2 separate regions of the Drosophila melanogaster genome follow, and region 1 is linked to region 2. A link is a contact called in public Hi-C data. All regions are on one chromosome and are shown on one strand. The core of a region is the stretch at or near the end of the contact, and the rest is flanking DNA. Distances in the headings are between cores, read along the strand shown.

Region 1 (5,828 bases), core at 478-2,977, 400 kb after region 2:
ATTTTGTCAGGAGAACTTTGAGAACCAATAATGACAACCAGGTCCAAGCACCCCAACTCGTCCTCCAGGTTTAGGCAGCGCACTAAACACAATAAGAACCACCCAAATTATTCGAATGCTCCTAAGAGAAGACATTCCTCGGACCGTTCGATAGGTCAAAGACGTCAACGTCTTAATTACGTTGTCCAAGAAACCTCCAAGACTAAAGACCCTAAGACCCCAAGCAGAAATACGAACAGGCAGCAAGGGCTTCAGTCGAAGAGATCGCTGAGTACGCTCCTAGCGACGACTCACTAAATTTTTTTGGGGACTCTCCCGGTTGCCGTTCATTGAACGACGGTTGCGTGGGAGAACTTTAAGAATGCTAATCGACTCCGACGCGGTAAAAAAATTACATTAAGCCCGTAAAGGAGCTAAAAAATGTAATGCCTGTCGCCCGCTCTCGGTAAGTTCAATACATGGCTCCATATTAAACAAAAGTGCTTAATGAAGGTTTTCAAGCACACCTCTCAATTTTGTCTATTGAAATCACTCAACTCGTTCGACGCTCTTATAGGCTTGGACACGGGCCGGAGTAAAGTTTAACCTAGCAGAATATTAGGGCGTTTATGAAAAACTTTACTATTTCATCTGCCCTAGCGCAAACTTAACTAATGTGAATGACATTGTTGTACCTGCCTCTATTAAATAGGAGTTCAAGAACACAATTTTGAGAGAAAAAAGCCCTTATCTACTTCAAATGACACCGCTGGTACATATATACATATATACATATATACATATATACATATATACATATATACATATATACATATATACATATATACATATATACATATATACATATATACATATATACATATATACATATATACATATATACATATATACATATATACATATATACATATATACATATATACATATATACATATATACATATATACATATATACATATATACATATATATATACATATATACATATATACATATATACATATATACATATATACATATATACATATATACATATATACATATATACATATATACATATATACATATATACATATATACATATATACATATATACATATATACATATATACATATATACATATATACATATATACATATATACATATATACATATATACATATATACATATATACATATATACATATATACATATATACATATATACATATATACATATATACATATATACATATATACATATATACATATATACATATATACATATATACATATATACATATATACATATATACATATATACATATATACATATATACATATATACATATATACATATATACATATATACATATATACATATATACATATATACATATATACATATATACATATATACATATATACATATATACATATATACATATATACATATATACATATATACATATATACATATATACATATATACATATATACATATATACATATATACATATATACATATATACATATATACATATATACATATATACATATATACATATATACATATATACATATATACATATATACATATATACATATATACATATATACATATATACATATATACATATATACATATATACATATATACATATATACATGGTGGTTATATAATATAATAATATAATATATAATATATTAGGAATATTATTATTCCAGCTATCGACTTAGTTATCGATACGACTAAGAGCTTTTAAAGCTGCAATGGGAAACTTTTAATTCGTCTTTTATTTAAAGCTTAGATGTTTTTCCTCCAGTTAGTAATTTTTATATAATGTTCTCTATTGGTGTAGTTGTGATTATGAAGTTAAATGAAGAACGAATTAAAGGGAGATGTAACCGAAATGCAGATGCCATCTGTATATTGGCGCAATAATGACGTAACTGGTTTATAAATACAATCGGTGTGTAACAAGAATTGTTGTAGTCTACTAAAATTATTTGTAGGAGTTTTACATACATATGTTTGTACGTACATATGTGCATAAATAGAAAAAGCACAAAAATTACTCAGTAAAATTCATTTAATATAAAATGTCATTTAAAGTATATTGTATAAATTATATGTACATAGTTACACATAGTACACACATACATACATAGTTACTGCACAAACGTTTGCACATGCACACATATATACATACATACATATGTCTATAAAGTGCACATGTGGACATTATTAAGTAAAATCTGAAAATTTAATAAATTCAAACGAACATTTCAAAGTGCATACACGGCAGATTCACTTTTCCTGGGATATTTAACCAGTGCCATAGCTCTTAAAGAAATAGTTCTAGTGTATGTACATATGACCATGTCCGTCTGTCAGTTTTTGGTTCGCATGGACGATCAGATTTCAAGACTGTGAAACCTACAGAAAGTAAAGATTGGGATTTAGAGTCATATGAATTAGATCCAGCCGTTTGTTTCAGATTGACATATGCCCACAAACAGGCCGAATTTTGAATTATCAGATTCCCGTTACTCAGCTAGTGTGATTGCGAACGCGAAATTTAAAAATTTTTCTGCGATAGCAAAAGATATTGTTGAATAAAATGCTTTTGAACAAAGCGATAGAAACATACAAGATTTTAATGTTTGAAAAATGTGGGTGTGGCAGTTTTGGACAGTTTTAGGGCGTTAGAAACATAGTTCATCATTCTAGCTTTTATAGTTCCTGAGATCTCGAAGTTCATACGTTCAGATGGACATGGCAAGGTCGATTCCGCTATTGATCCTGATCAAGAATATATATACTTTATATCGTGGGAAAAGATTCCTTCTAGTATAGTTTTACTCTACGAATAACGGGAGCCTATGCTAATAGACTTTTGCGTATATAAGATGATGTGCATATGATGACAAATGAGACAACATTGATAAGATCTCCTAAATATTTTGGTACATAAATAAGAACTGTAGTTCAATAAGGAATGATCATTTTTAGTTACTCGTCATGTCCTATGGAATTGGGAGTATCTTTTAGTTTAGTGTAAATATGGGACCACACGTCCAATTAACCGTAAAGTAAAAAAAATTTCATTTATTTTCCTTTGGCTCATACCTTTTTACTAATTTTATTGTTATCATGTTCTGTGTCGCATCACAAATGTAAAGTTTCTTTTGATTTTTTGCCGACTTAGATAGTCGGTTATCAGATGCCCATTAGTCAGTTAGTGGGAGTGCGAACGAGAAGGTTCAACATTCTTTTTGGCATATCAATAGAAAAAAATAGAAAAAAGCAAAAAAAAAAAAAAATTAATATACAAAAATTCAATTGCGTGGATGATGGTCTTTAGGGCGGATTGTGGAATTTAAAATGCGCGTGTCAAAAAAATGTTTTGCATACCGCTATAAATTTGCAAGACAAATAATAAAGTTACACAATTAATAAAAATTAATTTAACCGTATGTGTCTATTATGTGCCGCATCTGTATTTTATTATAACGAAACGAAAACAAGAGATAATTCTAGAGTCGAGTTCGCCGACTCAATGTCCGTCTGTCCGTATAAACGCCTTGATCTAAGAAACTTTAAAAGCTAGAGTTGAGATTAAGCATGCAGTTATCAGAGTCATAAACGCACATATTTGTTTGCAAATATTGCTACGTCCATTCTAGCCCACACTTACTTTAAAAAGTGTCAGTGAAATGTTACATGATTAAATGTATATTTCAATATACTTTTATAAAAGACCAGTGCTTGATTATGTATAATCTTGATTGTTATAATCAATCCGCCTAAGAAGGTCTTTAGTTATAGTTTACTATTTACGGAGTTGTTTGAAGGATTTTGTGTTTCGAACAAAAGTATTAGTATTTAATGCAGCATTTGATCAAACTGATATATAAAATTGATAAATTGGTTTTCTGTTTGCAGGATTTTATCACGTACAACATCAAAACAATTATATTACACTAATAAAAAAAAATGGATTTAACAGATCCATTATTAATTACAAAGTCTCAGCAAGTCAACAGCCAAGAAGTTGATTTTCAGAAAAAAACTGAGGATACATTTCCTTCAAAGTTTCATAAAAATAAAGCTAGTTGTGGACTTTTGGCTGTTAATGAAAGTCGCTGTACAGACCATCAATTACAATGTGAAAACAATATCGTGGGGTTGTCATTAGAAACTCAAATTGCAGAAAATTCTTCAATAAATGTTTCGAGAGAACTTAAACCTCACGATCACACTTTTCCGAAAGATAAACAAACTTTTAAACAAATATCAGATGAATTAAGGAAGTCATATGAAAATATTAATAAAGTTCAGAATATTAAAAAATCCCAGTCTGTAGAAAATTTTGAAAAATGTTCTGAAATAAATTTAGCCAATAAATGTTTATATACAAATTTAAATACAAGTCCTAAGGAAAGAAATGCCTTGGATAAGCAAGCAATGTTTATTAAATTTCATTCTCTGGAATTGTGCACTGATAAAGTATGTAGTCTACACATACATGAAAACTTTTGTACTGATATCCATAAATGCGTAGTCGATTCCGAATCGAATAAGCCAAACAAAATGAAAAAGTGCTTAGATTATGAAAGCGTTAAAAGGTATCCTTGTAAAGTTTCTAATGAACCACCTCAACATAATACGGCATCAAAACCTCAAATCTTATATGAGACTCGTCCTATCTACCCGAATGTACCGTATAGCCCTTATAGTACTCCTTTCAGTAGTCCTCGATCTAGTCGACGGAAACCAGCTTTTCGGGAGTCTAGAAGGATATCGATTGATAAATCTGGAAGTTTTCTTCAGTTAAACCAATATAGACTAATGGAACAAATTGGACAGGTAATATAAATTGTTGGAATAAGCAATTATATCCATCATACCATATTATTTCATGTTCATTCATTTTAACTTAAAGATATTTTAGAATAAACTTTAAAATTAAACAATTTGATTACTTTCTGTGTATTTGCCATTTTAATATGAGACAAATCTCAAATGTGCGACACAATAATTTTAACACAAGTATGACAATTAGACTGGCTTTCATCATTTTCCGAGTTTTAAATAAAAAGTTATTCCTTGTAAGAATATACATATGTATATCTGTATTGATAGCGGTTTCGTTTCCTTTAGGCTTACGCCAAGACTCTCGAATGTCTCAGGCCAACCTACATTTCAATATCAGCTTCAAGTTATTTAGAATATAGTGCTACCAAGGTACTTTTCAAAAACCTGTAGCATAAGCATCGTATGATACATTCACCGCTTCAGTCAATCACAGTTTTGTTCCCAATACAAACATGCGCATCGCGGCCACCAAAGTCAAACACTGCTGGCGTTTTACTTATAAACAGAAACTTTTGGTCCTTCGATGCCGGTCGGCCGCATATCTCTTTTGATTTTCGATAATGGTACTTTATTGCGGTTTTGTAGACGGTGATCTATAGAATCGTATCCTATTCTCGTCCGCCATGCGGAGTGTGATTTAACAGAGGAGCAAAATTTTTCGTGCGTATAATTATGCCATCAAGTTTTTGATTTGTCCAAGCATTAGTAGTTCGTTTTGCGCACCTGCAAGACAATTATATGCCTTCCATGAGGAACAAGATTGGGAAAACCCTGACGACGACTTTGCTCCATATGAGGAGAAGCATTACTCTACATGTCATTCTACGTAGAATTACGGCAAGGGTAAGACCAATTGTACCCCGACCGTTATTCAAACTCAAAATACCCCGCAGAGAAGCCAGGTGGGTTTGAGCGAATTAAACTTCCCAACTTTTCCGGGAATTATGAGGACTAAATCTTTTAATGG
Region 2 (5,332 bases), core at 1,420-3,919:
GGCAAAAAATTTTAGGCACATAGAAAAATGGTTCAAAAATGTAGGCGTGTCAGTTTTGGGCGGTTTTAGGGCGGCTTTACCTTCTAGCTAATGTGTCGACGTTCATACGGACATGGCTAGATCGACTCGGCTATTGATCCTGATCAAGAATATATATACTTTATATAGTCGGAATTTAACGAATCTGGTATACTCTTTTACCATACAGTTTTGGCAAGTCTATAGAAATTTCCACGACTAATAAAAATATGAAAAAACTTCACATTTTTCCAAAGGTCAGGCGTAGCAGCTCTGGGCGGTAGAATAGGTGTGCCAACATGGGTCAACAAACTTGAGCTGCGTAAATGTCTTAATCTCAACCTTTTATAGTTCCTGAGAACTCGAGGTTCATACGAACGGACAGACAGAAGGGCGGACAGGGTCAGATCAAAGACACTAGAATAACAAGATGCGTAAGGGCCATACATTGGTTTTTCACTAAGCAGCTACTTGTTTGGTGACGGCCAAGATTGTGCTCTTTTCTCTCGAATAATATTGAGAGCGTAAAATAATAGACTTTGGTTGCTTGTGTGAGTAACGTTTAAACGTGAAAGTGTATATGTGTGCGTACTTGTGCTAGAAGACGATTTTCGGGCCGAAATCAATTTTGATCTAAGAAACGAATTAACATGTTTGGAGTTTTCAACAGGGGACTGGGAGAAGTTTTTTTTTACAGCATTAATATTAGGTTCATCAATATTTAAACTTATAAATGAAAAAAAGTTGCGATATGGAATAGTTATTATTACTTTTGTAGTTTAACACATACAGTTTAATACATTTAAAAAAATATATTTCATAAAAATAATACGAATAGGAAAAAATTATTTTTAAAATAATGCCAATTGACCAAAAATAATATAGATTTAAATTCCAAAAACTTCTGAAGTGTAGGGCATATTTTGTCAAATTTACAATGCATGAGTATTCGTGTACACACAAAAAGTTTTCGGCTGTCACTGTATGCGTAAAATGAAGTTGCTGGCTGAAGAGCTCTCCGAAATCTGGCTCTTGAACAAAAATTCAAGAGAGCTGGAGCCAGCCCAAAAAATATTTACTTTTAATGGTCGGGAACGCTTCCTTCTGCCTTTTACTCTACGAGTAACGGGTATAAAAACAGTAATTAAATAATATGAAGTAACAATTTATTGTATTTTAAGGGCCTGACAGCTGTTTACATCCTGTGATAGTTCTGTATATAGTTCTCCTGACCAAAATGGTTTTGCAAAAAGAATTGACATGACTTAAAACAAAAACTGGAATGGATGCTATAACCGAGTCCCCGACTATCAGATACCCCGTTACTCAACTAGAAGTGTGAAAGATTTCAATTTTTTTGGAAAATCGGTAAAAATTGAAAAAGAAATAATTATATTTAAACAAGAAATATATTTTTCAAAAAGTTTGGGCGGTTTGTGGGCCTGACAATAGGTATTTTGGCATATCAATAGATTTACAAGATCAATAAAATAGTATGAAAAATACCAAAACATTTTTGTGTGAAAACCAATTTTTGGGCGTTAGAGTGGGCGTTGCAAAACGTTTTTTGATAAATCGATTCTCTCCACGGTACATTTGTATACACTTTAATTAAGGAACGGAATCCATATCTCTTAAGCTACACATTAGGTTAAGTTCAGAAGGAACTGAACGATTCCTATTGACGTATGACTAATAATAAATGATAAACTCTAATAAAAAAAAAAGGTAAATCGATAGAAATTTAAAAGACTAATGAAAATATGAATTCATATGAAAACGCTTTGTCATACGGACAGAAAGTCGGACATGGCCAGATCAACTCGGCTATTGATCCTGATCTAGAATATATATTTTTTTTTTGGAACCGCTTTCTTCTACCTCATACTTAGTTTTCAACGAATCTAGTACCCCATTTTACTTTACGAGTAACAAATATATATTACAGCGAACCCCATAGTAAATTTCCTTGACTATCAGATACCTGTTACTCAGCTAGTGGCCAAGCGAACTATAAATTTGAACATTTTTATTGCATATCGATAGAAATTGGAAAGATATACATATAACAAAATGAAACACAATCAAAATATATGTAAATCACTAATAGGCTATTTTTTTATATTTTCGCAATTTTGCGTTTAAAGAGGTAAAAGATGCTTTCACATTCCTTTTCAGTTTTAAGCTTGTTACATGAATTCAAATGCTTTCTATCCTACAAAATTTAAGATGTCACAATATGTATGTATAGTATACACAGCCGTTTTAGAACATTTTCTATCATTTCTCGTATGTACACAATACTTATAATTAATAAAATTAAAATGAGTATACGCACAGTTATTCACGACTCGCAAAAAGTTTCTTTAAAATTGAAAGTTCTAATATTTAGGTTTTCTAGGCACTATAAGCTATAAACATTTTACCTTTTTTCTTTTTGCTTGGGCCCTTGGTATTTACAAGAGTAGTTACTTGTAATACAAGGGGTTCAAGTGTTTTTTCAACTGACATTGTGCGAATTTCCAAATTTTTGGGATCCCATTTCAAAGCTATCTGTCCGAAATCGGTTAACGTGCCCATTTTATCAGGTTTTAACATAAATTCTTTAACCGACGACGCCTTTTTCGATAATATGTAGTCCACTGATTATTAATAGTACCAGGATTGTAACTTTGCAGTGCTGTAAAGAATGCGGGCTTTAAATATATCATAGTCCCACTGAGCCACATGACCTACGTAACGTAACCAATATATAATGAATAAGTTAAATAGTTTTGTAGTTTTGAGTCCTGTGAGTCATTCTTTAGTAATGACTTTAAGAAAATAATTAAAATTGATTTTTGATGATTGAACTCTCGTGAAAAATATGTGATATTCAAGTATTGAAGACGATTGAGAAAAGTTTAATAATATTTTTAATTTTTACCAACAAAAATATTTCATTTAATGAATTAACATATTCCACACATATCAGGATTGTTGTTTTCTATGTTTATTATTATACCGGTTACTTGTAGAGTAATAGGGTATACCAGAATCGTTTAAAAGTTCCTAATAGGCTGATGGAAGCATTGGAACAATTGATCGGGATCAGTAGTCGACACGATCTGGTCGTGTCCGTCTGTCCGTCCGTATGAACGTCGAGATCTCAGGAACAATATAAGCTATAAAGCTTAGATTAACCATATGATATTAACCTAACGCCTAACGCTGCCACGCCCACACTTTTGAAAATTGTGTTGATATATATTTTCATATATTTATTAGTTTTGTAAATTTCTATTGATTTGTCATAAAACTTTTTGCCACGCCCACTCTAACGATACAAACCGACCAAAAAACGACCACGCCCACATTTTTGAACAATTTTAAATATTTTCTCATTGCATTCACCAATTTCTATCCGTGTCCCAGAAAAATTATGATATTTCGCGATCATATTGCCTCTAGCTGAGTAACGGATATTTAATAGTCGGGAAAGTCTACATAGCATTTTTTCTTGTTATTATTGAAAAAAAATCCTTTCGACATATAAACAAAATGTAACAAAAATGCATGACTACTTCAGAAGATTATATCGTTCCCGGCGGCTTGAAATTATTATGACAGCCTAACATAAAACCTGTGCGACAAGCATGCATAAAAATTACGTATATAAAATAATATATTCCTTAGATGTAAAAAAAAATATTTATGTGCATGATTTTTGAGTTCCCATTCTATACCAGCATCGCTTAATACTGGCATGTCACATATAAAATAATATGACATCTGCCTGTTATGAATACATATATTTTTATGTTTGAGTCAACATCGAGTTGCCGATGTTTGGAAAACATCGATGACATCGCTGTTGGCATCGAAATATGTCCATATCTAATATATAGTTCCATTCTGTTTTATTGGATTGAGTAAAGTTAGGTAATTTTTTATAAATGTGTTTCTTTCTTACATATTAAATACATTTTAATTATAACGTAGACAAAATGCAAGGTCTTGGTCTGCAAAGTCTTAAAAAAAATCCAGCTGTAAGTTTTATGATTATATTAAGTTATCTGTTGATTGCATAACAAAAATTTGTTCAGTTAATTCCACTTTATGTGTGCGTTGGAGCGGGAGCTATTGGAGCCGTCTACTATATGGCTCGACTTGCTACTCGTAATCCCGATGTCACTTGGAATCGCACATCAAATCCCGAACCATGGCAAGAGTACAAAGAAAAGCAATACAAGGTTAGATTTGCTCCTTAATATTCATATTCTATTTTCATATTTTAATGGGCCAAGAAAAGCCCTCGACCGTGGTTTTGTTAATAACCAAATTTGCTTATAGATATATGTATTTTTGCAATTTTTTACTTTTTTGGCGATTTAACCGACATGCCATAACCATTACACATATATATTTCACGAATATATACTATGTTGTAGTTGTAGTTATACCCGTTACTCGTAGAGTAAGATGTTATACTAGATTCATTGAAAAGTATGTAATAGGTAGAAGGCAGAGTTTTCACCATATGAAGCCTATATATTCTCGATCAGGATCAATATCCGAGTCGATCTGACGCTGTCCGTCCGTCTGTATGAATGTCGAGATCTCAGGAACTATACAATCTAGAAGGTTGAGATTAAGCATACAGATTCTAGAGAAATACCCGCAGCGCAAGTTTGTTGGCCTATGTTGCCACGCCCACAAATCTTCAAAAACTGCCACATTTTTTCACATTTTTATTAGTTTTTTAAATTTTGATTGATTTCCCAAAAATTTTATTCACCAATATCTATCGATATCCCAGACAAATCATGAAATTTCGCTATGGCATTTTAACTAGCTGAATAACGGGTATCTGATAGTCGAGGAAGTCGACTATTTTGTACAGTGATACTTTTTTTCACTTTTATTATTTGTCTCGCAAAACAATTCCCAATAACCGTAAACACCGCCTGTTAACAATCTCTAAACGGAGATATTTGCGTATATCAACTAGCTAATAACAAATTATTAAAACACCATACTCACCATTCTTTATGGCAGAAAAAATGTATATATATATATATATATGGGTAATTTAGGTAAATAGGTAAAATAAGTGAAATTAAGAAATGATGGGGTGTCATTAGTGCGTATTAAGGAATAATTCAACCCTTAAATAAAAAGGAAGAGGGATATGCTTCAATATGTAGTGATTGCGACTTAAACGCCAATCAAACCCTTTAATTTTATCAATTTTATAATAATCTAGTTATTTAAAACTATGAAAAAAAAATAAAGATCACAAAAATGTTCTAACATTTAATATTTTATAGCAATT

The links. Hi-C and Micro-C count contacts between places; a contact is called where the count stands out from the background.
Region 1: a Hi-C map of the S2 cell line shows a contact between it and region 2, with 1.5 times the contacts expected there. A contact is called at or near these places in 6 of 107 Hi-C or Micro-C datasets (the Clone 8 cell line, the ML-DmBG3-c2 cell line, the S2 cell line and 1 more) and 1 of 7 datasets of targeted methods (the Kc167 cell line).

What each region holds. Positions count from the first base shown.
Region 1 is chr3L:23,736,233-23,742,060 of dm6, forward strand. CG17698 reads left to right here and starts at 1,728. Exons shown (of 7, transcript NM_001275308.1): 1 at 1,728-1,952; 2 at 3,929-4,852. The coding sequence starts at 3,980.
Region 2 is chr3L:23,335,431-23,340,762 of dm6, forward strand. alpha-Cat (alpha Catenin) reads right to left here and starts at 2,670. Exons shown (of 12, transcript NM_079495.3): 1 at 2,445-2,670. The coding sequence starts at 2,616. ND-MLRQ (NADH dehydrogenase (ubiquinone) MLRQ subunit) reads left to right here and starts at 3,896. Exons shown (of 4, transcript NM_001275306.2): 1 at 3,896-4,046; 2 at 4,104-4,250. The coding sequence starts at 4,005. It overlaps mir-4942 (mir-4942 stem loop), which reads left to right and starts at 3,798; the gene lies at 3,798-3,907.